Regions from separate parts of the Mus musculus genome. Here regions 1, 2 and 3 are each linked to region 4. Evidence: chromatin contacts called from public HiChIP or PLAC-seq data. All regions are on one chromosome and are shown on one strand. The core of a region is the stretch at or near the end of the contact, and the rest is flanking DNA. Distances in the headings are between cores, read along the strand shown. Region 1 overlaps Hipk2 (homeodomain interacting protein kinase 2). Region 2 holds the start of Klrg2 (killer cell lectin-like receptor subfamily G, member 2). Region 3 has its middle 30 kb from the start of Clec2l. Region 4 holds the start of Hipk2 (homeodomain interacting protein kinase 2).

The links. HiChIP or PLAC-seq counts read pairs in DNA pulled down with a chosen protein or histone mark.
Region 1: an H3K4me3 HiChIP or PLAC-seq map of bone marrow-derived macrophages shows a contact between it and region 4, with 4 times the contacts expected there. The contact joins the enhancer-like site here to the promoter of Hipk2 in region 4. A contact is called at or near these places in 14 of 39 promoter capture datasets (the 3T3-L1 cell line, 3T3-L1-derived adipocytes, the C10 cell line and 10 more), 2 of 484 Hi-C or Micro-C datasets (bone marrow-derived macrophages and hematopoietic stem and progenitor cells), 21 of 115 datasets of contacts at active chromatin or transcription factors (the 230-238 cell line, T-cell acute lymphoblastic leukemia, VIP interneurons and 14 more) and 2 of 9 other capture datasets (adipose tissue and liver).
Region 2: an H3K4me3 HiChIP or PLAC-seq map of embryonic stem cells shows a contact between it and region 4, with 19 read pairs. The contact joins the promoter of Klrg2 here to the promoter of Hipk2 in region 4. A contact is called at or near these places in 17 of 39 promoter capture datasets (the 3T3-L1 cell line, the C10 cell line, the HPC-7 cell line and 12 more), 1 of 15 datasets of contacts at CTCF or cohesin (large pre-B cells), 4 of 484 Hi-C or Micro-C datasets (embryonic stem cells, nephron progenitors and uterus), 13 of 115 datasets of contacts at active chromatin or transcription factors (the 230-238 cell line, bone marrow-derived macrophages, differentiating embryonic stem cells and 6 more) and 4 of 9 other capture datasets (adipose tissue, embryonic stem cells, liver and 1 more).
Region 3: an H3K27ac HiChIP or PLAC-seq map of microglia shows a contact between it and region 4, with 3 times the contacts expected there. The contact joins the enhancer-like site here to the promoter of Hipk2 in region 4. A contact is called at or near these places in 11 of 39 promoter capture datasets (the 3T3-L1 cell line, 3T3-L1-derived adipocytes, the C10 cell line and 6 more), 13 of 115 datasets of contacts at active chromatin or transcription factors (the 230-238 cell line, bone marrow-derived macrophages, embryonic hindbrain and 6 more) and 4 of 9 other capture datasets (adipose tissue, embryonic stem cells, liver and 1 more).

What each region holds. Positions count from the first base shown.
Region 1 is chr6:38,707,266-38,714,176 of GRCm38.p6, forward strand. The region is part of intron 12 of Hipk2 (homeodomain interacting protein kinase 2); the gene reads right to left. Among named protein-coding and RNA genes, the nearest start is that of 4930502C15Rik, 27 kb to the right of the region's middle. Within about 2 kb of position 3,421, at least 54 of the 459 cell types and tissues checked have an H3K27ac peak or open chromatin away from gene starts, as enhancers often do. A contact at or near this core is called in 3T3-L1-derived adipocytes, adipose tissue and bone marrow-derived macrophages, where this site is marked.
Region 2 is chr6:38,632,780-38,639,843 of GRCm38.p6, forward strand. It overlaps Klrg2 (killer cell lectin-like receptor subfamily G, member 2), which reads right to left and starts at 4,460. Exons shown (of 5, transcript NM_001033171.2): 1 at 3,597-4,460. The coding sequence starts at 4,287.
Region 3 is chr6:38,688,878-38,696,355 of GRCm38.p6, forward strand. It overlaps a transcript of Hipk2 not described here. Among named protein-coding and RNA genes, the nearest start is that of Clec2l, 30 kb to the left of the region's middle. Within about 2 kb of position 2,439, at least 20 of the 459 cell types and tissues checked have an H3K27ac peak or open chromatin away from gene starts, as enhancers often do. A contact at or near this core is called in microglia, where this site is marked.
Region 4 is chr6:38,874,496-38,881,432 of GRCm38.p6, forward strand. It overlaps Hipk2 (homeodomain interacting protein kinase 2), which reads right to left and starts at 1,695. Exons shown (of 15, transcript NM_010433.2): 1 at 1,304-1,695. The coding sequence starts at 1,322. It also overlaps a transcript of Tbxas1 not described here.

The DNA of each region.
Region 1 (6,911 bases), core at 2,171-4,670, 170 kb before region 4:
TCCCCCGATAGATATTGCCTTGGGCGCTGTAGTAGCACTGCCTCAGCAGATCTCAGGGGCTACAGGTAACTGTATCTGTGCCAAGAATTAGAGAGCGAGTCCCCAGGAACAAGTTCATGAACCTGGATAGCAGGAAAAGCAATGGCGATGTGGAGCCAATGTGAAAGCTGGGGAGTGGGGAGGGCCTGCTGCTCTTTGCTGTGTGTCGGGAGTAGTCGCTGGTCCTGAGCAGAACTGTTTGATGTCCTGTGGTTGGCTGTGGAGTATCCCTCCCACCTGCACAGGTACATAGTGCTTCTGGGACCAGGGATGGAGCTGGGAATTCATTCCGGGAAAGTTCCCAAGGGGGATGCAGAAGGCGTGCTACTCTGTTCTTCACTCAAGACTTCTGTCACTGTCACTTGTACTTGATTAAATGACCCAAACACAGTGGCTCCTTTTACAGTCTCCTGAAATGGGAATATGTTCTGCTGCAGGGCCATGATCTGTAAGTCAAGGACCCATGTGAAGATAGAGGTTGGCTCCCAATGTGTCCCTGCAAATGGTGTTCTAGTTTTGGCTCTGCTGTCCCTTGCCAGGTGGGACCCTGGGCAACCACAGCCCTGTACCATCCACCTAGCCCTGACCCACTCTGAAATTACTAGGGAAAGTGGGAGAGAGTATTTGCAGTATGAAAGGGCCCATTTTGAATATCCCACAGAGATTTATTATGAAAGACATTCAAGATAAAATCCAGTCTACTGTTCATGTCAAGAGAAAACAAATCTCTTCAGCGAGAGGGACTTACACATGCACGGGGTCCTGGCCATTTCCTGCTGAGCCTCCCTTCCCTCATCATATCCATTATTTAGAAAGCGAGCAAGCAAAGCAACAACATACAATACTAATTTTGACCAAACTGTAATCTGACCTCAGACACAATTTAAATTGTGCCCATTTGGAATTTGTAACCCTGATTTGCTAATTATGGAGAGGCTGTAGTTGGTCCCCCCCCCAGATTTTATATATGTATGTATTTATTTATTTAGTCTATATGGGTAGCTGTACTGATGGTTGTGAGCTATCATGTGGTTGCTGGGAACGAAGGTTGCTCACTCCAGCCAGCCCCGCTCGCTCTGGCTGGCCTAAAGATTTATTTATTATTATATGTAAGTACACTGAAGCTGAAGGCACACCAGAAGAGGGCGTCATCCATCATTACAGATGGTTGTGAATTCTCATGTGGTTGCTGGGATTTGAACTCAGGACCTTTGGAAGAGCAGTCAGTGCTCTTAACCACTGAGCCATCTCTCCAGCCCGAAGAAGCTCCCGTTTAATGCAGATAAAACTTCCTAACTGCGGGAACTTTCTGAAGGCACACTACACTACCTCATGAACTAGCACACTGCCAATGAAGGAAGGCTTTCTGCAGAGTCCCGTGGGAGCGGGAAGCGTGGCTGTAACTGGGTGCTACCTGTCGCTGTCTTGTTATCTGGAATGAGGTGGGGGCAGAGAAGCTCCCCAAACTCCTCCTGAGGTTCATACTTTTCTCTGTGGCTGGGAAGTCCCGTGACTAACAAGCAAAATCACACGGCAGCTTAACATTGTATCTTTTTATACAGTTTTGTATCTGATAGGTTTGGGAAAGGTGAATTAGTGTGATAGCTCTGTTTCTATTCTTGTCTATTGCTAGAAATATCTGCGTACTAGGTAAACATACTACCCAGATTAGAGAACAGTGGGGAGCTGCTAAACAGCTCCCTTTAAAAACCAACCACACCTCTGAGATTGGCACTGCTGGTTCTTCAGGCTCCTACATGTCAGTACCACGGGGACTCGTTCCACCATTGTCTGTGATTATTATTGACAGTTTATCAATCCCATTCTGAGCTGGTTAATGGAAGAGAGAGAGAGAGAGGGGGGGGGGAGGGAGGGAGGAGGGGAACGAGACATATTTGCTCAAATGGCCTTGACAGACACCACTTCTGAATAAGAAGCAAAGCTGCAAGAGCTCGAGACTCCATTGTGTTGTCATGGCAATAGATGATTTTCATCATTTTAAAATGATGAAGGGAAATAAGGAGCTAAGAAGTATAGAAATGAACCGCAGAGGAGGAAAGACAGGCACAGGAGCAGGTGCAAGCCTCTGACCCCTCCATCCCTGTAGGGTCCCTTCTGGAATGTAGTTCTGATTTCTATTTGCTAATCTCAGTCAATTTCATCCTTCAAGACCAAGGTCAAAACTCATCTCCTCCAATAAACTTTCCGTGACTCCTCTATCTCCACTGACTTCAGAGAAAATACCATATGTGAAAACAAACCCCAACCTCCTGCTCTTCCATTCCAACACCGATGGCATACACGGGACACACATCAAATACATACCATTCAAAGTGCTGCGTTTGTGTTATTTCCTTCAGTCCTTAGAACAGGACTACACGGTAAAGACAGTGATTACTTTCCTCTTGTAGAGGATGACTGCAGATAAGGAGGGTTTCGGTCCTTCGCTTGTCCTAGATCAAGCCATCTGCAGTCTTAATCACTACGCGACATGGCCCTCTGCCTCCCCAGTGACAGTCCTAGCAAATGCTGCAACAGTAAAATGAGGCAAACGCTCCTTTCTGGTGTCTCCAGGGCCCATTTGTTAAGAGTGGCTTTCTGGGGCATGGGGTGATTTCCATGGAGAGTTTCCCAGCTGAAGGAAATAAGACATGAGGGTTCAGCCAGCCTTACTGCTTTGATCCCCATGAGCAGAAATACCAGTGGATTACTTTTAACCTGCTCCTACTGAGGAGGATAAGCAGCAGAGCCTGCAGACTAAAGTCCTCCTTTTGATGTTCTATAGCTTTTAATTTAGCTATCAGGTTGAGAAACGGTACCTTAAATGTGTTTGTTTACTGTTCACGTATGTGTGTTTGTGTGTGTGTGCTGAGGCATGAGGAGCACAGTGTCCTCAGGAGATGTCCATCTTCTTTCCTGAGACAAGGTTTCCCTCTGGCCTGCAGCTTGCCAAGTAGGCTAAGCTAGGCTAGTCAGCCACTGTGTCTCAGGGAATCTGCCTGTCTTTGTAACCCCAGGGCTGGATTTACAAGCATGCACTACCATGCTCAAGTTTTTCATGTGGGTTCTGGGGTTCATGTTCAGCTCCTTATGCGTGCATGGCAAGCACTTTGCCAACTAAGCTATCTTCCATTCACCACAACTTTAGTATGGTCCATATATTTTATTCAAATGGTATTCTCTGTTATCTATATCTGTATGTATTCACTTGCACATCTGTCTACATTAAGGTCAGCCTTCACATGACCACTCTGTAGGACATCAGAAAGGGGCCTGGAAGGAGGTGCTGGTTTTCCTTCCCCTTTCTTCAGTAGTTAGTTCAGCTCTCTCTTCCTCAACCAGTCTGACTCAGCTGGCTTGGGCTGCGGTACATTAAGCCCATGTGTTGAGCACGTGCCAGAGCAGATCCAATTCCTCTCTGGTGCCCATAGCCCCAGCTATGGAAGGTGAGGAGTAAAGAGGAGGCTGCCACACATCAGTGTGGCAGTGGTATACTAGAGCATGAGGATACGATGCTGGGGACAGACAGGTTGCAGTGCTGCCTTTTCAGGATGCAGCCCTTCAGCCTTGAATGGAAGCCTGTGATGAAGATGCACTGAGGATGGCTGAGTGTACGGCTCCCATTGCTGGGGCTGAGTCACAGGACAAACAGGTTCCAACTTAGGCATGTGTTAGAGCACAAACGTCCCTTACATGGCGCTGTGAGTCTGGCTTCTGGGTTCCCTCCCTCTAGTTGGCAGTCACTGGCCAGGAGCACATTCTGATGCTGGTTGTGCGGGGCTTCTTAACCAGGATAGGAGGGCAGTGAGGTTCCACTGTTGTAGGTGTCAGTGCAAAGAGATTCCAATTCAGGCTGACCTCTTTGCTCAGGTAATAATAAATGTCGTTTTTCTTTCTCTGGTTGTCCATTTTTCAGGCAGAAGTCATTTGAACAATAGTTTCAGACTGTGACTTATCTGAAATAATTTTACCACCTTTTAAATTTAGTACAAAGAAGCAAAATATCTTGTGTCAACTCTTTTGGGGGTGGGAACTAAATCCAGAGCCTCATGTATTCTGGATAAGCAACTGAACTACAGGCCTAGCCCTCCATTTATAAATATATATAAATATTTTAAGAGTGACTTAGGACATTGCTTTCTTATCTAAAGCCTCCTGTGATATTTATGATCCCATTTTCTTAGAGGTGACACTACTGGCAACATTAGCTGAACAGCCCTCACGAATCTGCTTGTGTGTTATGAAGTGTGGAATGTAGAAGTACCCTGTGACCCACCTTTTCTACTAGAGAGGGACACCCAGTGAGTCAGTGATAGGCATGGGAATAACGGACCCTGGAGAAAAAGTCTTATGCTAATCAGCTCAATGAATCACTTTGATCAGATACTTAAAAGTTTTCCTTATGACAGGCGTTTGCACGTCATGGCTTCTCTAAGACTGCGTCTGCATAGGTGAGTTAGGTATGAGGATCTTGATAAACAGATACATCTTTGTAAACACTGATCAACAAGATTCCATGTTAAAGGAGACAGAGATGATGAAATGCTTCCCTCATCAAAAACACTTAAAATAGGCAGGTTCTACTTAATTCTGGGAAATATAGGAAACAGAATGCTTATTGTTTAGTGTTTCTGTTTTTATGTCTACTCTCTAGCCATGATTAGAAAAGTCCCCTAGTCTACTAGTGAACCACTGAAATAGAGAAAACACATTTATTAAAATGTTACGCAACACTGGCAAATTTTAAACTTCTGCCCATCTCCTGAGACTGCCACAGCACTCTAGAGTACCTGGTACCTATGCCTTCAGCTCCTCATGGCCCTGTCACAGCTCCCTGCATATATTGGATGCTATCAGGGGACTGGTTACAGAAGGTGAAGGAGAGACTTAATAACTGTAAAGTTAATGACTAAAGAGAAATAATTATTAAAAAAATTTCATCAATGGTGTAATACTTCCGGAATGAATCCAAATTCCCTTTCTTGAGCCTTTATTAATCTGACCTCATCACTTGGCTTTCTTGGGCCGTAGTTTCCTCATTTATTGAGTGGAAATAGAAGTGACAAGCAAACTGCAGTAAACTGTGTGCGGTCTGCTACGGTTCCCTTCAGTTCATCCTGCCCCATGTCTCTACATGCTGTGGATTCTCCTGCCCGGCCATTTGCTTCGGCAACTAACAGTGCCCATATTTGTGGTCAAGATCTTCCCTTGATATTCTTTTAACAATTCTAGGCAATGCCATCTAGTTTTGGAGATTGAGTGACATTGTCAGTGAGGCCTAAATATGTGGCTTATCATTTATCTTATGTTGATGCTAAAAGTCACTCTGTGGTCACCCTGTGAGTGTTCGTGACCCTTGATGCTTTAGCTGTTGTGCAGAGACTGAGCCACACTGGGAAACAAGCAGCATTTGAGGACCACACTGGACTGAGCCACACTGGGAAACAAGCAGCATTTGAGGACCACACTGGGCGCCTCAAATGCTAGATCTGGGGTAAGCAGCAAGGAGGGGTTCAGACAGAACAATCAAGATGCTCACCTCCCAGGAGAAATGTGGTTTGCTGGCAAGGATGACCAGAGTTAGAGACTGGTGCTTTGAATAAGATGTCCCCAGTAAGTCTTGGGCATATGAATACTTGATCCCCAGTTGTCTGTTTTGGAGAATAAGGAGGCGAAACCTTGATGGAGGAAGTGTGTTGCTGAAGGAAGGCTCTGAGGTTTCAGAGGATTTATGGTTTTGAATTAGTGCTCTTTGTCTCCCCTGTGGTTTGAGATGTAGACTCTCAGCTCTTCCTGTTGCTGACGGATTTAGCTCTGCCATCTGGATTCTAACCCTCTAGAACCATAGCCCCAAATCAACTCATCTGTGAGTTGCCTTGGCCATGGTATTTTACCATAGTAGAAAAGTAACTGGTCAGAGTGTCTCCAAAGCTTGAACAGAAAGCGGGAGGATAGGGGATGCTGTTCAGCTTTGGAGCCCATGGCCAAGTGCTTTTTTGTTTAGGTGCAAACAGTATAGTCTTGGTTTTCTAGGCCTGATGCTTTTCCTTGAACTTCTTCGAGCCTTCTGACAAATCCCTCATTTCCATCTAAGGGGAAATGCCTCAAAAACCATTCCCATGCCCACCCCATTTCCTCCAACATTCTTCCTTCTCTTGGATAAGGCTTGCTTCTGGGACACTCTGTTTGCTCCCCTTTGGCACTCTGCCACATCAGTCACCTCACTTAAGTCTGCAACTCTCTCCTAAACTCTCCTGAGACTTCGCTAGCTTCTCTGGAGGAGATGTTCTACTTCCTGTCAGAGTGATTTGTACGTGTCTTGTCACGCTTATTATCTGCAAGCCTCAAGAAGAGAGAGTCTGTCCCCTTATTTGTATACTACTTGAAGTTCCAGCCATACTGTCTTACAATGGTGGGGCGGTAAATAGTCACTGTGTTAAATTTCATGGTAATTACAATTTCCAGAACACATAATCGTAAGTTCCTTTACTTTCTAGTTGTTAAATACAGTCATGGTTACGTGATACAATTACACAGTGGTTTTTCTATTAAGAGCTATTGGCTTCAACTAGACTTTTCTATCTTTTTGGGTCCTGAACTATTTTCTAAGGCAACAATCATATCTCTGCAGTAAGTATCACTACTGCATCTTCCTCTGCAAGCTCCCTGTCACCAGGGTGGGTGGTTGAGGCCCTTTACCATCGCTTTGTGGTTTAGTCTGCAGTGCAGTCCCCTGTATTTCCTATGTATCATGCCCCTGTGTTCAGGGTGTGGTTCCTCACATGTCACCTACCCCTGGTTGCTGTCCACCTTTACTCTGGGCCTCGGAGTCATTTTTATCACAGTTCTCACAAGCTGCCACGCATTTCATT
Region 2 (7,064 bases), core at 3,210-5,709, 240 kb before region 4:
GACAGGGTGGCCCAGGTGGCCAAGAACACTTAGTCCTCTGCTTTAGCTTCCTGGGAGCTGGGACTGCAGTGTGAGTCACCATGCTGGGTTTACAAGGTGACTCTTAAGTCACACAATTAGCACAGATACCCTCTATACACACTCAACTTGTAAGAACATAAGACATATCCAGGTTCCCTTAATGTCCTCTCCCTTCCCCCAACCCTGGACCTTTAAGATTCTGCAGTTACTGCTAAAGGACATGATGTCCCCAAAAGAACAAAAAGGGGCTTATGCCTGAGTCAGGCTTGACAGGCTCACCTCCTGCTCAGGGCCTCTGTCCCCTCCATGCGGTGACATTGGTCTTACTCTGCACTGAGTACCAAGAACAGTCTTGCTTCAAATTCCTAACCACCCCACTACACCATTAAAACCTAAACCATCTTTGGAATTCTAATGTGTCTCGCCTTCAAAGAGTCCACTTCCCCCAGCCTCATTCCAACAGTCTCCCTGGCCCTCTACGCTGTAGTCAAACTGACTTGTGCTTACACTTTTTTAATGTTCCCTACTGCCTGCACAATATGGAAGACAGGGGCCGGGTGAGGCTTGTCTTCAGATCCTTCTCCATAGGGCGTTCAAATTCCTACCAACTCACTCAACCTTGGTGGTTTGCTAATTTTAAGACAACCACCAAGATCAAACACCCCGTCTTCTCCCCAGAGGGATTGGTGAATAATACGTTCTGACTTGTACAGATAGACTGACTGAGAAGGCACTGATGTGCCAGGTATTGGAGATGTGGGCAAGTCCATGCCTCTCCCTTCCCTGAGGAGATACTTAGAAGGAGCAATCGCAGCCTGTGTGGAGAATCCTGGGATAATGAGGCACAATCCAAACAAGAGGAGTATGACACGGAGACCCCTAAGTTGCCCTTGGAGGTGAGAGAATGTGAATCCAAGCCAAGACCCAGGGAGACGCATCCACCACGTGGGACTGGATCGTTATCCAAGCAGGATCCTGCAGACCAAGGCACCTTTTATTTTTCCAGTTCTTCCCATGCTTTTCTTTGTGAAGGGCATGTGGTCCACCATTCCCTTTCTCGGCTTCATGACCCCCTCTTGCTTCGCCAGCTGCCTGAACAATTGGTAGAGAATTGCCCAGCATGCATCGAAGCTCCAGGACCACACAAACCAGGTACAGTGATACATTCCTGTAATCCTAGCGCTTTGGAGGTGGAGGCCAGAGAATTGGATGTTCAAGGTCATTCTTCAGCTATATAGTGAGTTGGAGACCAGCTAGCATATATGAGACCCTGTCTTTAAATGTGTCTCCTGGTCTTCAGTACCTTCACTAACAGCTAGACAGCTCCTTCAGGGTACCTGCCCAAAGAAACAAGGGACTAGACTAAGCAACAGCACCCCCAACCCTCTCCATAGTAGCTCGCTCCTTCCAAGGTCACACGGGGCTGAGAAGTATCCAGCCTGTGACATCTACCAGCTGGGATCCAGCAAGTCAGAGTCTCGCCTTAGACTGCATCTCTCGTGATAATCAAGCACTCGGAAGAATTCCTCATCCAAGCAGGATCTTGCACCTTATTATTATCTCTCTAACTCTCTATATAATATATATTAATATATATTAATATATTAATAATATATATACTATAATATATGTATATTATAATATATAATCTCTCTAACAAGGTTTCCTTTTTGGACAGGCATATGGCCCACCATCCAGATACCCATCAGAATGGTGGGAGAGATCTCCATCCTTCAGCTAGCTTAGTTGTACCCGGCCCGTGGTCCTGCCCACTGCTCTGCCTCCTGATCCTGCCCTCTGCCAGTGTTCCTGTCTCTTCTCAGCCTGGCGTTTGCCTCAGCCCTCCTCCGCAACACTGTAGGAGCTTAATTTCTAGAACAAACCCAACAATCCGACTCTTTAAAGGATCTGATGAAGGAGCTAGAGAAACGGCTCAGTGGTTAAGAGCACTGGTTGTTCGCAGCACCCACAATCTGGCTTCCAACTAACTGCCTTTACTTCCCGTTCTAGATCTAACACCTTCTTCTGGCCTCCAGGAATGGAAGTGGTATACAGACATACAAGCAGACACTCATACACATAAAATAAAAAATTTAAAAATATAAAACATAGATTAAAAAGCTATAGGCTGGTATAACATCTCCCTAAAGAGGAGCATGACATTATCCCTAGAACAGTGACAAAACTAGGGCCATTTGTCAAAGAGGAATTAAAGTTCAGATGGAGGTGAGGGTACTGCTCAGCTGGCCCTGAAATCGAGGCTGTCCTGGTCTCAGTGTAATCACGAGGGTCCTTACCTGAGAGGAGGGAGGCAAAGTGCCAGAGCAGACAGATCCCACCTAATACTACTTGGGATCAACAGTGAAGGATCTCTCACTGAGGTGAAGTAAGGGAATTGCCCCGGAGCCTCAGTGAGAGAAGCACTGCCCTGCTGATAGCATCTCCTTAGACTAGGGAGCCTGTGTCAGACCTCTGATGCAAGATACCAAGTTTGCATCAACTAGAGGCACCGAGCGAGCGTGTGGGAAACTTGCAATAGCAATGGCGAACCCATTCCACATTGCAGAAATCTGCTCACAGAGTTCTAAAAGTTTTTCGTGATCTCTGAGCTCCCCCCCCCCCCCCCAAGGACTCCTGGGTGCTCCCTACCGCTTAACTTTTCCACTGCCCCACGTTTGGGCAGTTTGCTTACTGGGCAAGGTTCTAGTCCCTTCAGGCTTCTCTGTTCTCTCAAGGCTAATATGAACCTCCGCCACCCACGACCTAGGGTGGCCCAGTAAACCAACCACAACAGAGCAATTCCTTACTCTAACTAACAACCTTTAGGGGGCTGTACTGGTTACTGTTTTGTCAACTTGGCACAAGCTAAGATTTTCTGGAAAGCGGAACCTCCCTTGAGAAAATGCACCCACCAGATTGGCAAGTACAGATTGTAGGCAAATCTGTAGGGCATTTTCTTAATTACTACGGGCGGGTGCAGGTGGGGTGGGTGGTACAAGAAAGAAAGCCGAGCAGAAAGCCAGTAAACAGCTTTCCTCCGTGGTTTTGCTACTGTTCCCCTGTTCCCGCCTCCAGGTTCCTGCTTTGGCTTCCCATGATGATAAACTATAACCTGTAAGGCAAATACAACCTTTCCTCCCCAAGTTGTTTTTGGTCAGCATTTTATCACAGTAAGAAAAAGTAAACCAACACAGGGGCTTTCTGCACTGCTAGACTTGCCTCTCCTTCACACGCAAAGCAAAACACATGCCATCTGGCGCGGGGCCAGCTCAGCGTGTGTGCTGATGGGTGACCCTCCTGAAGGCGGAAAGGAGCCCAGCCCTTGGAAGTGTACCCAGGCCACCACTGCCACGTGATTCTGAATCATCTCCCCTCACCTTACCCAGAGTTCTACTTCTCCAAGATGCTGCGCACACTAAGAAGGAAGGAAAGTTTCCGGGAGGAGGGCTAGGGGCAGGATCCTGGGTTGATTCTTATTAATTCTGAGACAGAAGCAGGATGGATTTGGGGGCAGCCAGATTGGCTTCTGGTTAGTCTAGTTCAGGGACCGGGCACGAGCACTTTTGAGCACTCACCTATGAGCGTGATGGCCCGCGGCAGTTTCTTGCCATCTATGCCTGCGCGCTGCAGCAGCGCGTCATCTTCTTTGGTCAGTCCGGGCTCGCGGCAGCGGCAGCGGCAGGCGGGCGAGCCCGGGGGGACCATGCAACCCTCAGCGGGGCTGACAGACTCGGTGGCGTTCGCGGCAAGCGGCGATCCTCGGCTCCACGTGGAGCCTGGTGACGGGGCGCGGGGCAGCCACTGGAGCGTGGGAGCGGAGCGGCGGGCGAAGGCTGGCGATTCGGGCACTGGCACGGTGAGAAAGCGCGTGGACGGCGCAGGCGAGGGCGCGCGACTAGCCCCAGCCGCGCCCACGGGCTTCACGCGCACGTCCACCTGCAGCTCCACGGGCGCCCAGGACGCGGGTGCGGGCTCTCCTGACGCCGTCCAGGGCTCCAGCTCCGCCTCTCCATCCCGGGGCTGCTCGGCCCACGAGGGGCTCGGAGACGGCAGCTCGCGGCTGCACGAGCCCAGGCGGCGGAAGGCGCCGTAGCCCAGACTGAGCGGCGGTACGCGAGGGGAACCGGACAGGGCTGGAGACGGAGACTTCTCCGGGAGCTCCTGGGGCTGCGCGTCCGGCTCCTCCCACCCGGTCCGCTCCGGCCTCGGGCTGTCTTCGGAGGCCCTGGGTTGGGGCGCCTCCGCCGGGACCTGCGGCGGCTCCATTCCCGAGCTTTCCGAGGGCTCCTCTGGGGACCCGGTCTCACCCTGGCCTCCTCTAGACGCTTCCCGGGTCCGCTCCGTCCTCCGCGCCGACTCGAGACTCGCCGTGCGAGCGTCGCGTTCTAGGCTGGGTCCCCAGAAGTTTCGGGTCGTTCACGTTGTCAACTAACAGCTTCACTAGAGGACCCTGTGTGATTGGCTGTGGCTATGGATTGGCCACACCCTCGGAACTCCAGCCTGGCCTTTCCGTGGCACCGGTTGCTGGGAGGACCCGGTTGAGCGAGTCACAGAGTGGGCGGTGGCTCTTAAGGCAGCACTGGGAACCCAGAGACTGGCAGATTCCTTCCTCTCCTTCATCCCGAGCCCCACCCGTTACCCCTGCTGGCTCTGTGCTGCGGGTGGATTCAGTTGTAGACTGAGTGGGAAGGGATTGGCTAAATCTGCGTGGATAAGGACTTCAGACATATCAGAACAAGGAAAAGTGATGGCGACAGGGTCACCGGTTGTGGTTTGGAAGCGAGTGAAAGGTTGAAGTCCTGATTCCAACTCTGGGAGCTTGACTACTTGTAGACTTAACACGGAGAACGAGGAATGAGCCAGACGCTTTGGTCCATGCCTGTAATCCCATCACTCTGGCAGCAGAGACATCTCTGTGAGTTTGAGGCCAGCCTGGTCTACATAGCAAGTTCAGACCAGCCTGAGTTTATAGTGAAACAAACAAAAATAAAAACGAAATAAAAAAATCAAGGAGAGAATGCTCATTTCCCCATGAAGTGTCATGTGCTCTACCAGCTTAGTGAGGTAGCATGATGGTTCGAAGACAGCTTTGTGGAGAGCTTTGTGGATTTTTCTGTTTGTCTTGATTTTTGTTGTTGTTGTTGTATTTTATTTTGTTTTGCCGTTTTGGTTTCATTTTGTTTTTTGAGACAATCTCTCTAGGTAGTCCTGGTTGTCTTAGAACTCGCTATGTAGATCAGGCTGTCCTGGAACTCACGGAGTTAAAAGCATGCTGAGATTAAAGGCATGCACCACTACACTTGGCTTGAATACAATTTTTGTTATTATAGACTTACTTGTAGTGTTGACATGTATGTAGCATATGCCTGCTTTTTGAAGCTCAGCTATTTTGAACCTCGAGTTGCAGGCATTTGTGAACTGCTGGATGTCGGTGTTGAGATTTGAACTTGATTTCTGATGATAGGGCAGCAAGTTCTTATTGACAAACATCTCTCCAGTTCCTAAATAGCCTTTTAAAATACAGATTTGTTAAGGTCCCTTCCGAACTTCCTGAGTCTGAAGAGGCATGAGGCCACTACTGTTTTTAACCAGTACTCCAGGGTAGGGCTAGCAGATAAAAGAGGTAGTTTAAAGCAGAGGCAGTTGAGTTTGAGGTCAGCCTGGTCTACAGAGCAAGTTCCAGGACACCTGGGACTGCACAGAGAAACCCTGTCTTGAAAAACAACAGCTCGCCGGGCATGGTGGTGGACGCCTTTAATCCCAGCACTTGGGAGACAGAGGCAGGCGGATCTCTGAGTTTGAGGCCAGTCTGGTCTACAGAGTGAGTTCCAGGACAGCTAAGGCTACCTAGAGAAACCCTGTCTGGAAAACAAAATAAAACAAACAAAAACAAACAAACAAACAAACAAAAAAGAAAAACAACAGCAAAAAAGAACAACAACAAGGGGTAGTTCAATTCAGTCAAAGTCTGACTTCAGGTGAACAAGACATTCATTCTGGAGGTCACACTCAAGCCCTTGTGTTTGCACAACAGGCCCCTTACCAACTGAGCTGTCTTCTCCTAGTTCCATGAAAATGCATCTTAAAAGGCATGGGACTGTGATTATAGGTTGCCTGTAACCCCAGCACTTGGGACATCAGCAGCTCCAGACCATACATGATGATTTCCAAGCCAACCTGAGCTACAGGAGAGTCTCAAAAAACAAACAACAAAAACCCAGACTGAAAAAATGGTGGGGGGAATAGCTCAGTGATGGAGCTCACACCTGGCATAATCCCTAGCGCCCTTTGTCACCATCAACCTTCTCTTAACAGAACTGTCCCACCCTCAGTCCATGTCCCTAGTGCATTTTAAACCTCTGCTCTTTCTACCTTTCCTTTTTTTCGAGACAGGGTTTCTCTGTGTAGTCCTGGCTGTCCTGGAACTCACTCTGTAGACCAGGCTGGCCTAGAAATCAGAAATCTGCCTGCCCCTGTCTGCCTCCCAAGTGCTGAGATTAAAGGCGAGCACCACCACTGCCAGGCTAGAATTTTTCTTTTCTTTTTTCTTTCCTTTCCTTTCCTTTCCTTTCCTTTCCTTTCCTTTCCTTTCCTTTCCTTTCCTTTCCTTTCCTTTCCTTTCCTTTCTTTTCTTTTCTTTTCTTTTTTTTGAGACAGGGTTTCTCTGTGTAGCCCTGGCTGTCCTGGAATTCACTCTGTAGACCAGGCTGGCCTCGAACTCAGAAATCCGCCTGCCTCTGCCTCCCAAGTGCTGGGATTAAAGGCATGCGCCACCACGCCCGGCCCAACATCTTCCTTGTAGGGAGCAGGCACCCTTGTCACCAAGTCCAGCAGGTGCTCTTCTTTGTATGGTGGCCCCTGGAGCCTTTGACGGTTCGACATGGCCCTTTTCTCACTCTCTTCCTGTTTTGTTTTGTTGTTACTTGTTTTAGAGTTTCCCAGCAACCCAGGTTCTCCCAAACCTGGAGATGAAGCGGATGGAGATGGCTTTAAACTCCTGATTCTCCTGCCTCCACCTCTGAGCACTGGGACTGCAGGCATGC
Region 3 (7,478 bases), core at 1,189-3,688, 180 kb before region 4:
AAGGGGTGAAGGGTGCTTTGGGGGCTATAAATGATTGTGTCCTAGGTAACCCATGGAAGAAAGCCAGCGTTAAATGGGCAGTAACACAAGAGAGGGATGTGGAGGGCAGGAAGCCAACAGACTTGGAGGCAGTGTGAATAGGACTTCTGCTTTGAAGGGCACATGGTGTGTGTGTGTGTGTGTGTGTGTGTGTGTGTGTGTGTGTGTGTGTGTGTCAGAGTCATAGAAAGCTAGAGGATGGCACAGTTAAGTCACTTTCAACTTCCACGTCCTTCCTCATAACCTGAGCCAGAGTACTGACAGCGTGAGCAATCCATGGACCAACAGCCGGGCGGGCGGGCGGGCGGGCAGGCGGGCAGCGAGCAGGGGCATGGCTCCCAGAGCTGAGCTTTCTGGGAGTCCTGAGTGCCTGAGCATGGATCTGCGGTGGGGAGCCAGAGGTGGGGATGGGGCCAGGAGAGTCATTTGGAAATTGGTTGAGAGGGAACTAAAGAGAAGACAGCAGAGCCCTTTTTATTTTTATGCTACAGTGAATTTACTTTTCAAATAATAATGAAAAGCCCATTTCCATACCTCTCACTTTTAAAAACATGGGTTAGCTTCAAAGACAATGAGACAAAATTCATTTGGTTTATTAGTGCAAAGCAAATCACACACACACACACACACACACACACACACACACACACACACACACACACGCACACGCCTAGGATATGACTAAGAAGCGTGAGAACAACATTCTACAAGGACATTCAACATACACAAGAGCATGCTGTGAGCGCAAACCAAACATGGGCGGTGAGGAGTCACCACAGGTCGCCACGGGTCCTCCACAGTTCAGTGGTGGCACAAGAGAAAACCAAAACCAAACAAAACCCAGTTCACATTGTGAGTTCTAGACCAGCCAGGGATACATGGTAAGAACCTGTCGTAAAGACACAACATAACAAAATACCCCAGTAAAAACCCAACCCAAACCTTACAAAACTGTCAGGGAAATTGACATTTCCTGTCTTCTCTTGCTCATGTCTCTGAAGCCTGCTTCCATCCCTGCAAAGCCCTCTGTCTCCAGGACCATCCCGCACTGCCCACCCCTGCCCTTTGGCTCTGAAGCCATCTTCTGAACTGAGTTTCACATCTTAGCCAGGCAATGGGTGAATTAAAGTACACATTATTTTACATGGGGTTTGTTTTAAAGAAAAAAAAAAACTGACAAAACCAGCAACACGTGGAAAATCCAGCCAGTGAACATGGGCACAGGGGTATTGTTCTCCCTCTCAAAATGCTGACCAAGGTTCACTGCGGACCCAGGAGCAGCATCCAGACCTGCAGAGCTGCTGAGTGCCGGCATCACCTACTGCCAGGTGAGTGGCCCGGTCACAAAGGAAGCATTCATATCAAGACAGTGTTGGTGAGGCGGCGGGGATCAGTCTCACCGCCCCTCCAAGCTCTGGCGCACACGGCACCGGACTCTGCGGATGGCCCAGGTTCAGGACTCGCCCTTTCCCATTCCCTCTTGACTTCCTTTCACATTCTTTCAGGTTCACTGGAAAGCAACAATAAGGGAAACACATGCATCAGGCTGTGGCACAGCATGAGTGGAACATGCCTGCCTTGGGGAGACAGCTTCTAAAACAAGAGTCAGTCAATCGCTGTGGTTGAAGATGTCAGTTATAAACAATTTTCTTTTTAAAAAGTACCAGATTAAATGTAAACTATAAAATACTTTAACTATAAAATGTAGCCAGAAGTCTGTATGAGTATCTACAGTCAGTTGTGTCATTTACTTGATAGTGGAGAACTCAGAGGGCACGTTACCTAGAGAAACATGCTCTGTGCACTTGAACAGCATGCTGATTATGACACGCAGACATCATCATCTCTTCTTGGTTTCACTTCTGGTGTAATGATGAGAATTTTATTCTCAGAATTCACTTAGGCAACAGTGACCAGGGTATGCGTCAATCCTTACTTTCAGCCCACAGGGAACAATTCATTGTCTTTTAAATCACAAGATCAAGCTGGCTACATGATTTCAAAAAAGGCTAGACCAGGACGAATGCCCACATTTGAGGTAATTATTGCCATTAGGGTCACAGTTTGTGTAAGATAATGTAGCTAAAACCTTCTGAAGATTTTGTTAGGTGCTCTGCCTGAGTTCCAGAACACCTACTGACACCAGCCAGGACCTCAGATCTACACTGGCTGGGTTTGCTTCCAATGGATTTAAAGTTCTACAAGAATTGAGAACTTGTGTAAACCACCTAAGAATTTAGGCAAACAAGCCTGGAGCCAGTCAGTACAGACATTTTTACAAGAAAAGAGAAACAAGAAACCCACCCAAAACAGAGTTTGAAGAAGTTAAAGCCTAGCCCTAAAGCATTTCTAGATTTTTGTCATCTCTTAGGTGAAATGAAACTTCTAGCACAGCACTCTCAACCCCAGGGCCGCCATGGGCCCCACCGACGCCTCCTCCTCCTCCCGTTCTGCGGCTGCTCTGCCCATTTTTGCTGTTGTCCTTCTCTTTGAGAAGGGTGTTTCCTGCAAGAAAATTCAATTTTGTTCTCTTCCCAAAAGTCCTCTTGCCTTTACCCCCTCCCCTTTTTTGTTTTTGTTTGTTTGGGTTTTTCTTGTTTTTGTTTTTTTTTTGTTTGTTTTTTGTTTTGTCTGTTTCTTCATAGAAAACAGAAGTTCCTGGACACAGACCCACATGGTATTTACAGATTTGGCATGAACCTGGCTTCCGGTTCTGTGCAGAGCTGAAGAGCGGGCCTATTACAGAGATCAGAGCTGTCATGATATTTATCAAGTACAGTAAAAAATAGCATTTTGGAAAAAAATATATACTTTTAGTATTGCCTTCCTAAGATTAACTATAAGCAAGAAAAAAAATCATCTTTATGTATTTATTTAAAAGAAAGAACACCTTCCCTGCACTCTCATGGGAGCTGCAGCAGCCTGAGTGGCTAAAGCTAGTTGCTAGAAACAGGAATTCCAGGAATCCCGAGGAACTCCCCAGAGACTTTTCTTAACGTCAAACTCTGCCTCTTTCACCTGCATCCAATCCAGGAACCCTCTTTGCACATACCTGCTGAAGTCCACTGTCACACGGGGGCAGGCAGAGTGTGACATTCTGCAAAGGACTGTCCTTGTTATACAAGGGAGGCAGCTGAGGCTGGTGTGTGAGCTCAGCTCTAGAGCCAAGTAGACAGAATATCTGACTTCCCTTCTTATTAGCTAGGTGGCCTGGGCAGGCCCCGGGGTCTGCAAGCCAGGCGCCTCCTCTGCACAGGTCCTGCACGGCTGCTGTCCTAGGGCTCGTCAGCAATTCTTAGCACAGTGTTTGGCATACAGGGAGTGGGAACATCGGATTAAGAAAACCAGAACCTGGGGGCTCTGAGATGCATCGTGTTCCCCTTTCACACATGCCACTTCCTCAGAGGGCCAGCTTTTCTATCTGTCACATAGTGGGTGTTGACTTCTTCCCATGGATGGATCTCTGAGGGGACATGGAGAAAGGGCTTGGCATATTGTGTGTGGATACTCAACAAATGTCAGTGAGTCCTTCCATGAGGGACACTGCTCTTGTGCAGCAAGAGACAATTAGTATAATGCTCTCCTGGATGGGTCTGTGATGAGGGACACTCAAAGGATTGGGGCAGGGAGGGGTTCTAGCTTAGAAGTCAGGCAGCATGGAGGTTCTGTGACAGGGAACCTCCAGGACCTCTTTTCTGGCAGCTCTGAGCTTCTGGTTGGAGCTACTTCTCAGGAGCTACCCCAAAGACTCGGGAAACCTTTCCTCGGGCGGTTACTACAGTGAGCCATAGTGCCAAAGTTCATGAGGTTCCTTTTGCAATTAAGCCTTATCTTGCCATCTTTGGTTCTCTAGTGGCTTGACCGACTTGTCTGGGTCTGTTTGTGGAGACTAAGGCAAGTGGGCCGATACTGCCATTGCCAGCCCGTCCTACACATTCTCAGCCTGGGATACAGTGTGGGGTCATCAGAGAAGGTTGCTTGCTTGTTTTCTAGCTTCCCACAGTAGCATGAGATCAATTAATCACAAAGGAGTGCTAGAGGGATATCAGTTCCTTGGAGTAGCAACATTTAGGGCCACTACTCCACTCCTCTTTGAAGATGAGTGGTTTTGAAATAACTGCAATGAAAAAAAAAAAAGGCAGGATAGAAAGGTAAGGTAAATGGAAGGTCACTGAAGTCATATTGCCCAGAAAGGACCAGGGAATGCATCTGTCCATCTCCAGATGTCTTTGTGAGGGTTCTTTGGCTATAGGAAGGGACAGCTTTCCTTTCCTTTCCAATTTGGTAAGGACATCTCAGGCTTGCTTAATCTTTAGGCTTCTCCACTGAAAATTTGTAAAGCAAATAAGAGGGAAAAACATGAGTGAGGGGCAAAGCCTGTGAGACCCAGGATGGAGTGTGCTGTGATCCAGTAGCTGGTGGGGTGTGTGTGTGTGTGTGTGTGTGTGTGTGTGTGTGTGCAGTCTCAGGCTGGGCCATGAAAGGAGAGCTTGCCTTATGGAATTCTGTCTGCTAGCTGAGGGCACAGAGCAATCTTCTTTCTGTTTTCTGTCCTAGCAGCTACATGGCAGGCCAGCAAGAGCCACGCCCACAACCTACCCTCCCTTAGCCAGATGTTGAGAACCCGGGGGAGGGAGGGGCAGGTGGGGACCCAGCTACCATCATCATCATGAACCAGCAGCAATACTTCCCTAAGCCTCCTAGGCACCTCACTCTGGTTTCCAAGAACGTAAACTCCACTCACATCACCCAACCCACTCCTCCACCACACACTGTTCAAAATGAGTGTTTGCAACATCTGAGACGCAGTCCAGGGAGCTCCTGTCTGCTGGGCTAACCTCCCTTCCTGACCTGCTCTACGCTGGCTGCTCAGTTCCAGTTCTTAGACAAAGAGAACCAAGCCAGGCTGGCTTTTACAGCTGCAAACAACTTTGTTACGAGGAAGGGGAGAACGCAATACAGTCAGGGACACTGGCCACTCGCCCCCTTTTCCTCTGAATCACATCAAACATCCATTCACAGGGCTAACTGGCACTACCACAAGCCTTGCCTACTGGCCTGCTCCTCATCCACTTTCCCAAGACATCACCCGCCGCACGAACAGAGACATGGGTGCCAGGGCCCAGGAAGAACCAGCGAGCAGCAGCAGCCTGCTGACCTGAGGGTCCCAAGGTACCACAGACCGATTTCAGACCTGAGCTGATTTCATCATCCTCATGCCGAGCAGTTTATCTTCATTAAAGAAGGCCCAGAGGATGCACCAGGGACACATGGTCTAGTAAGGACTAAGTGGCCCTCCTTCCACTGAGAGGATAGTCCCAAGGGCAGCAGCCTTTCTTCCATCTTCTTTGTAAAGGGATGCAGTGCTGAGCACCTCAGTGGGAACTTAGTGAGGATGCTAACTAGCTGGGATTCTGTGTTACTCCTGATGCATCAGCTCTGAATATGGGACTTGAGATCAAGGGAGGGGTGGTTGTGGGATGAGGTTTGCAGAGTGGCTGCCTTCTGTTTGGGGAAGCTATTGCTCCAATCCTTTCTTCACTGGGGGTCTGGTTGTTTCTGCCTGGTAGTGGGGTAAACACACACACACATCACAGTGCAGGCAGGGCACAGCCACAGCTCAGAAGCAGGGTGGTCTAAAAGGTCCCATGTGCACTTCACTTGCCAGTGATTTAGAAGAGGTCCTTCCCATGAGACTGTCTCGTGTCCTGTTCCTTACCTGGCTCCCTACAATTGGGAGCTGGGAGGATTTGCCTGGGGAAGAGCAGACGAGGGAACTCTCTCACAGGAACACTGTGCCCATCACCCTCACTGTACCTAATGGCCTCCAGGTGGGACCACTGTCTCTGCATTGAGGGAGATAAGCCACACTCCAAGTTTGTTAATGGGAATAGTGAAGGGACGGGGTGGGGGTTAGTGGAAGCTTTGATGCTACACGTCAGATGCGAGGCAGGTTAAAATCTGGTCAGTAGTTCACACCTGGAGGAGAGCACAGAGGATGTGAGAGAAGCTGCCAAAGGGTCCAAAAGACACAGCACCGACAGCGGCTTTGTACACAGCCGGGCCGTGCGGAGGGGAAGGCGCCAGGGTATCCAAGTCTCTGCTCTGTGGTAGGGCAGGTCTTTCTTGCAGCTCTTTGAGGGACAGAGCTGATAGAAACAGTTTTTCCTAGTTCCTGGGCCTTTTCTTATTTTATTTATTTATTTTCTTTTTCCTTTCCTTTCCTCTGACAAGATCAGGCATCTAATCTATATGTCCCTCCAGTCTACTCATATACACACAGCAAGAATAAAATAAATTTAAATATTATGAAGAAAACACAAAGATACCTGGAATAAATGTATACTTCAAACCCTGACTAAAATAGCAACAAGGTGATAATAATCATAATTACAGTGGCAATAATACAAACAGTCAGTACAATACTAACTTTATGAGCAGCAAGGAACACTCATTCCTGGTCTGGAAGAGAAAGGGAAGGACATGTGGAAGAGGGAGAAGCTTCAGCACAAGCAGACAGGAGGAGATGAAGGGCAAGCTCGGCCCAGCAGCTCCAGAGAGTGCTGGCCTTCCAGGTGTTGCCCATGGCAGGGCAAGCCAGGCCCACTGTCAGCTGCGACTTAGTATGGTGACTTAGTACGAGACAGTCCCATGGGAAATGCTGCCATCTAGCGGCTAGAGACTTCTGTGACAGAATTCCATGCTGCAGAGGCTCTGGGAGCCTCTGGCTCAGGGGCTCCAAAGGCTTTGCTCCGTATCCCTCTCCGAATGGATGGCTTTCCTGCTCTCTCACTTCCAGCCAGAGCTGGTCTCGGAATAATATGGTTCTGACCAGGAAGAGAAAAATGGAGCACCCTACCACAGGCCAGCATCATCCAGTCCACTCCCAGTGAGCCCTCGGCTGAAGTGGGTCACACCATGCCCAAGTCTAGCATATCTTCTTTTTGGCCCAGGGTGCACTGAGACACATCCAGTTTAGGGACTTTGTAAGAATTAATGGTTGGGCAAGTTTCCAGAGTTTTTCACAGCTAAAAGCTAAGTAAGCTTCGTTACTGAAGGAGGACAGCTATCATGAGGAGAGCCTTTCACAGTAGATTGAACAGGGCCAAAGAGGGAGGAAAGGGAGGGGGGCTGGAGGATGCTGGACTGCTGACCAGAGGCCTCTTTGTACCTGATGATGTGGATGAAGGGCCAGCTAGGACTCACATCAGGATCAAACAATTCACCCCGTCCTGGACCTGACAAGTCTCTAACATCAACGGCTCCAGAGTTTCTCGGTAGGACAGAGAACTCCTACCCACTCACTCCACTGTTCAAGGCTGGAGAAAGTATGCGGAATGCAACAAAGGTGCACAGGCTCAGGGTGGATTTCTTTGGAGCCTTAGTTGTCCATGGCGGTGTTTTCTCAGTGCAATGGATCTCTGGCCACCCCACTAGTG
Region 4 (6,937 bases), core at 445-2,944:
CATAGGTTATTTACAGCCTTGTTATTCAGAGCCTGAATGGTAAGAGAGTCCATGCAGAAACCTAATTCATTTAGAGCCCTGGTACTAATAACAGATTTTCTTTTCAGATAAGTTTTTTTTTTTTTTTTAAATCAGCCTCTCCTAACAGAGATAAAACTATTAATGAGATCCCTGTTTCACTCGGCCCAACAGTTCCCTGGGTTTATAGGATTACAATCTCCCCTAGCCCCTCCTCTTGGTTCCTGGCAAACCCGTTTCCCTCTCATTTGCGATTTCATACACAGAATATCTGAACAAAACCGAAAGAAAGCCAGATGGACCCACGCTAAAAGTATGTAAAGGGCTGCTATTTCAATGATTTCACGAGAGAAACATTTTCACGACGAAATAACTGAAAAAATCTGGCACACTTTGGTTGAAAAATACCCGGTACTACAAGCACACAAAACCCCATAGAAGAGTAAAAACTTAGTTGATTCCGGCTTGATTTTCTCGCTGCAAGCTGACGGAACTGACTGAAGAGAACCGAAAGAGTGCGCGAGGCAGCTGTATCGCCTTACCTTTTCTTTCTTCTAAAGACAGTCAAATGGGAAAAAAATCAGCCAACGCCAGGTGAAGGTGCACAGCACCGATCTACCCAGGCCGAGCCAGAAAACCTTCTTTCGCACCCCCTTCCCCGCCCCCCCCAAAAAGCCAAACTACATTCTCCCTTCCACACGCCAACTGCGGGGAGATTTTGAGCCTATTTCATTGTTCTGCCTGGGTCTGAAATGGACTTTTCATCTCAACCCTCTCTCATCGCTTGGCCCCTTTCAATCGGATTCCACAGCCACCACCACCACCACCACCCCCCAAAAATCGGAGGCTCGGGAAGAATAAAGGAGTGTGGGGTGGGAGTGGAGATGTTTGGAAAAGGGAGCAGAGAGGACGGACAAGTAGAAAGGAGATCGTTTAAAGGTAATGGGGGAGGACCGCATCACCTTCATTTATCACAAATAAACAGAAAGCAGTCACGGATCCGTCTTTTCCCACACGCCGCCCCCATTTCTTTTCTTTGGGCAGCAGCCCACCGGCACACACCCCCCAGCCGCCTTCTCTGCCCTGGAAATAAGATCCTGCTCCAGGCCGGCTCCGGTCCCGTCTGGACCCAGGATGGGGGCACCGGGGAAGGTCGCGAGCCCCCAGGACCAGGGCCCGGGGCTGCGGCCGGGGGCTGCCGGGCGAGGGGCCGCGGGCAGAACAAAGCTACGGGGGCCGCGGCTGGCCGAGCGAGCGGGGGGATCGCGGGCCGGGTGCCCCTTACCTTCGTACACGGGGGCCATCGGGGCCGGGGTGTCCGCGGTTCATGGCAACGGAGAAGGGAACGCGGCGCGCGAGCTCGGCCCCCTCAGCCTCAGTGGGAATCTGCCATCTTGAGCCTGTGTCTCCGCTCTCGGCGCAGCCCAGGCCGCCAGCGCCCGCATCACCGCCTCACTTGGCCGGCGCCGGGGGAGGGGGCCGGGCGGGCGCGTCGCCGCCGCCGCCGCCGCCGCCGTAGCCGCGGCCCGGGCCCTGCGCGGGGGGCTCGGCCGGCCCGGGGCGGCTAAGGCGCCGAGGCCAAGGGCCGGGCGGGTCCGCGAGGGCGGGAGCCGGGGCGGGCTGCGGCGGCCAGGGCCCGGGCCGGAGCTCAGCTCCGCATGGCTGTGAGGCGGGGGCGCCGGCAAAAGTTGCCCGTGAGGAGCAGGGGGAGGGGGCGGGGGCGGGGCGGCGCGGCCGGGCGCGAGCGGGCGGGCGGGCAAGCGCGAGCGAACGAGCCGGGAAGAGCCCCAGGGAGTCCGCGCGCAATCGAGCGCCGATGGCACGGATGCGAGGCGGGGAGGGCCGAGCCGAAGGGCAGAGCGGGGCGTCGGCGGGGGCCGAGCGCGGCCCGAGGGGAGCCGAGCGGCCGTGCGAGCGGGGCTGGGCGAGAGCGCGGTGCGCTGGCCCGCAGCCGCCGACCGGAGCTCCGCGGTGGAGGCGGCCACAACTTTGTGTGTGCGTGCTTGGGAGTGCGCGCGTGGGTGTGCGCGCGCCGGCCGACCGGGCCGGGGAGCGCGAGCGGCTGCTGCCGACAGCAGTCCCGCTGCCGGGCAAAGTGTCTTCACCCCAGCGCGTGCGGGCTCCGTTCTAGCCGACACGCGGGGGAAATGACTGGAGGGAGTGGGCGCGTAGTCCTCCCGGGAGAATGTCGGGGGAGCTCCCTGAACTGCTCGGGGAAAACGCAACGTCAGGATGGACGCCTGATCCCGATGTTTGGAGAGCCCTCTCCTCCATCATCCGGGTGGGAGGGTCCCACCTAGTGGCTCCAGGGTTTTGCTTTTTTTCTGCTCACTCGGGCCGGAGCGAAACGTTCTCTAAACTCTCCTAGCCTGGATCTCTGCCCTGATTTGCCTCTCCAGCTCGCTTCTGGACGTCTGCACGGGACGCCCTGCCTTTTGCCTCCAACTTACGAAAACTTGTTGAGTCCTGATATATGAATAGTTCATAAAAGAAATTAAGTGGGTGACAACAAAGCTTCTGAAAAGCCAACAAAATATTAGTATCCAGCAAAAAATATTTTGTCTCATAAACCCTTTATTTTCAGGTATGAATACTGGACACCTGATGTAAATTGTATTTCCTACCTGTAAATCATAGGTCCAAAACAGTTTAGAAGCTACCTTGAGGGTGGGGATGTAATATGATGACCTCTAACTCTGGAGAACTTTCTTTAAAACAAGCCCATTGTTTTCTTTTCTTTTTAAGACCATTGTTTTCTCACTATCTTTCCAGCTTCTGTATCCCGTGCCCATCCACCACCCAAAAATAAAAAAACAACCTAGCTCCTGCACACACGTGGCTGGTTTTGTTACTGGAAAATAAGTTTCACTTCATCTTGGGATGGTCCTTGACGGCGATCTTCTTTGCCTCAATATTTCATATTACATTACACTAGTGCTTTCCTTACTCTAATGTTCTTCACGTTGTAGACTCCTAGGCGACCATTGGTAAGGGGAACCTCAGAGATCATCTAGGCCTGCCTTGCCGTTTTGCAGTCCAAGAAGCCCACAACAGTAAAGGATATTATCCAATGATACAAAGTATTGGACCTTAACTTTAGATCTTTAGGCCCCTACGATCTTCCTTCACACTCTTCACTTGTCCCTTTCTATCCCCTTGTAATCCTTAACTGGTTTCCCTAGATTTGTTCATGGCCGGTTGCTCCTAAATACTGCTGCTCTCTCAAATGGAGTGGTTCTGGCCACTCCATGCTCCTACTTCTATCTTCTAAAGACTCACCTTCATCTAGTGCTAAGTCTCTTAGTTCCTTGGCTTTTAGTCAAGACAGACAGGTTCCAACTTACCTCTCCTAGGACATGATTTCAACAAATCACTGCCTCTCCAGCCCGACTGGTTTACCTGTGGTCCTCTGCCAACCTTGCTCATCTATGCCTTTGCCCAAAATGTCACATTCCCACAAGTGGTGTCTTCTCTCTTTAAAGAATTCCTACCTCCCTGCAGGTTGGCTCATTTCCTCCATAAAACAACCTAAATAATGTGAAGAAGACAAACCTGAGTTCAAACCCTAGTTCTCCCACTTGGCAAGTGTATGAACATGGTCTCCTTGTCTGACCTCACTGAACCTTGGTTTCTACATCTTAATTATAATAAGAATATTAATATGAATATACGCTCCCCTGCACTCATCAGTTTCTACCCCGCCTTTACTACATAGATATGCAATTGCTTGTTGCTTCCTCTGCCTCTTTCCATGCTGGTCAACAGAACTCTCTCCATTCACTTGTGGCACTGAACTTATGATGAAATGCAGCTAGTGCCTGAGGAACTAAACATTAATTCTAATAGGCACGGGTGGCTAGTGGCTACCATACTGGGCAGTGTATCTCTAACTATAAGCTCAATGAGGGCAGAAACCACACAGGTCTTACTTAACATGTTATCCCTAGCAACTATTCATTGCCTGGTGTATGTAGGCAATGGGTGGTAATGATAACTTATTGTGTCCTCACCTGTATCAGCACAGTGATTAGGAACTTGACTTTAAACAAACAAACAAACAAACAAACAAAGTGTTTCATACACTTCTCACCACTGCTTCTGAGATTAGATTCAAGAGAATTTGTTTAAATAGTAGGGGTTCAAGAAGAGGTAATGATTACTATTCCAAAGCCCTACTGATTTTCATCCTTTCTTTCCCTAGGATGATCCTCCTTTCGGTGTAAATCTTCTACCCCACCTGTACTGGCAGCTCCTTGGGGCAAGTTTCCCATCAGGCTTGCTAGGATAGCCTTCACCTCACTATTTGCCCCGGCTAGTAATGGCCTCTAACTCCATCCAAGATGCTGGTGCACAGCAGATAATCTGGGTAGTCTTAGTCTCTGTTATTCTCTGGAATGCCTCCCAGATAGACAGACACACATGTGTGCATGTGCAAGCATGCACGCAGGCACACACACTATGCAATAAAATGAAAGTGGCTTGTGTTATCTGAAAACATCTTGATGTTCCTTCCCATAGGAAAGCAGACACTGTGGGCAAAGAAATGGAGTCTCAAGAAAGAAAAGCACCTCCTTTTTAGGCCACTGTGACCAGAGCTGTCCCTTATGGATGCAAAACTTCAGTTGAGGAAACAAACAAACAAACAACAGCTGAGCTAGCATTTTTGGTATCAAATAGATGGGAAAACTGTACTGAAATGAACTTCAATTTTTACAAACCTCCAGGTTGAGGAGCACTAATCATCTCTTTTCCCTGTAGTGGCCACAGTCAAGTAGGTACTAGGCATAAGCTAACTACAAAGTGCCACTGTGGGAAAGCACGGGAACAGGAAAGATGGTCTGAGATGGTGACCTGTGGAGCACCAGTGTCTGAACCATGGGAAGAGGAGAAAGAGTGTCTGTGGATGAGAGGGCAGAGAGACAGGTGGACAGTTGGGCAGACAGGCAGGCAGGCAGGCAAGCAGGCAGGGAGACAGACAGGCAGACAGGCAGGAAGACAGTCAGGGAGACAGGAGGACTACAATGCCTAGAAGAACAAAGGGCAAGATGTGCAGTACTAGCTGGTTCTAAGAGCACCATGAGAGGAGATGGAAAGGTCTGTATAGATTCATTTGACAAACACATAAGATGTTTAGAAGAGAAAAAATAAGACAAGAAAACTAGCAAGGAGTTGGTAATCGTCTTCTTTTTAAAATACCTTTTCCTTTAAAAAAAAGAAAGGTGTTTATTTTATTGTATGTGTTTGAGCATTTCCCTGTGTGTGTGTGTGTACATTTCATTTATGCCCAGTGCCCAAGGATGTCAGAAGAGGGGCTCTGTGCTGACTAGTTTTATGTCAACTTGACACAAACTAGAGTCATCAGAAGGGAGTCTCAATTGAGAAAATGCCTCCATAGTACGGGACTGTAGACAAACCTCTAGGGCATTTTCTTAATTAGTGATTGATGGGGAGGGCCCAGCCTATAATGGGTGGTTCTTTCTCTGTCTGGTGGCCTTGAAGATACTATGGTGTGTGTTTTCACAACTGTAGGCATAAATACACAATTTGTCCTGTAAGCAACTCCCGTTGCTGAAATGAGGCGAAGGCTTGCCCACATTTCTAGCTCCTGAGAGAGTAAAGCTTTGCTTCAATTTGTTGAAAGGTGAATTAAGAAGACATAGCTGTGGGCTGGACAGATAGCTCAGTGGTTAAGAGCACTCGCTACTCTTGCAGAGGACCCAGAGTTCTCATTATCCACATGGTAGCTAGAGACCATGCATAACTCTAGTTCCAGGGAGTCTAACCCTGTCTCGGTTAAGGTTACTATTTCTGTTATGAAACATAATGGCCAAAAGCAACCCAAAGGCAACTTGGAGAGGAAAGGGTTTATTTCACTCACAGCTCCATACAACAGATCAAAAGGGATGAGGACAGGAACTCAAGACAGAGCAGGGACCAGGAGGCAGGAGCTGATGCAGAGGCCATGGAGGGGTGCTGCTTACTAGCTTGCTTCTCATGGCTTGCTCAGCCTGCTTCCTAATATAGAACACAGGACCACCAGCCCAGGGACAGAACCACCCACCATCGGCTGGGCCCTCGGCATCAAACACTAATTAAGAAAATACCCTAGAGGTTTGTCTACAGTCCAATACTATGGAGGCATAAGATACAATATACTAGCGGTGTGGGTCTTGTTATTCCCCCCAAGGTGTTTGGAGCAGGGGATCTGTGTGAGTTGCATCTTGTTCTGACTCGGTATCTATTATTCTTGTTTTCCGGACAGCCTCTTATTTCTGAATCCGAGCCTGTGGTCTATCATGTAGAGATGGGCCTAGAGGAAGCAGGTCATACTCTCAAAAATCACCTCGGTGAGCAAGTGAGATAGCTTCATTTGTAAAGTGCTTGCTTGGCAAGCACAAGGACCTCAGGTAGATCCCTAAAGCGCACAAAGCAAAAGAAGCTCGGTGTGTTAACACTCATTTGCAATCCAGTCGGGCGGATCCCTAGGGCTCATGGGGCCAACAAACTAGGCTACTTGGTGAATTCCAGTCTGTAACAAGAGAACTATCTCAAAAAGCAAGCAAAGATGGAAAGAAGGTAGGGAGGGCTGGAGAGAGGAAGGGATAGAGGAATGAAGGGGAGAAGAAAAAGTTAAAGTAAGGGAGAAACTTCTGAGGAATGACACCCGAGGCTGTCCTCTGACTTTATACATAGATGTGGGCACACTCACACAGAAACACACAAATCAGACCTCTACTTTGGTCTTGTTTGTCTCTGTTTTCTTTCCGGTATTGTGCCTGTCTCTTTTTCTTTTTATCTTTCCACACGTTCTTTATTTCATCTACTCCTCTTTTCTGTTTTGATTCTGTTTTTTTTTTTTTCAAATCATAATATAGCCCAATTTTGTTTTTACCATTGTCTTATTAGGCTTTTCCCCCTA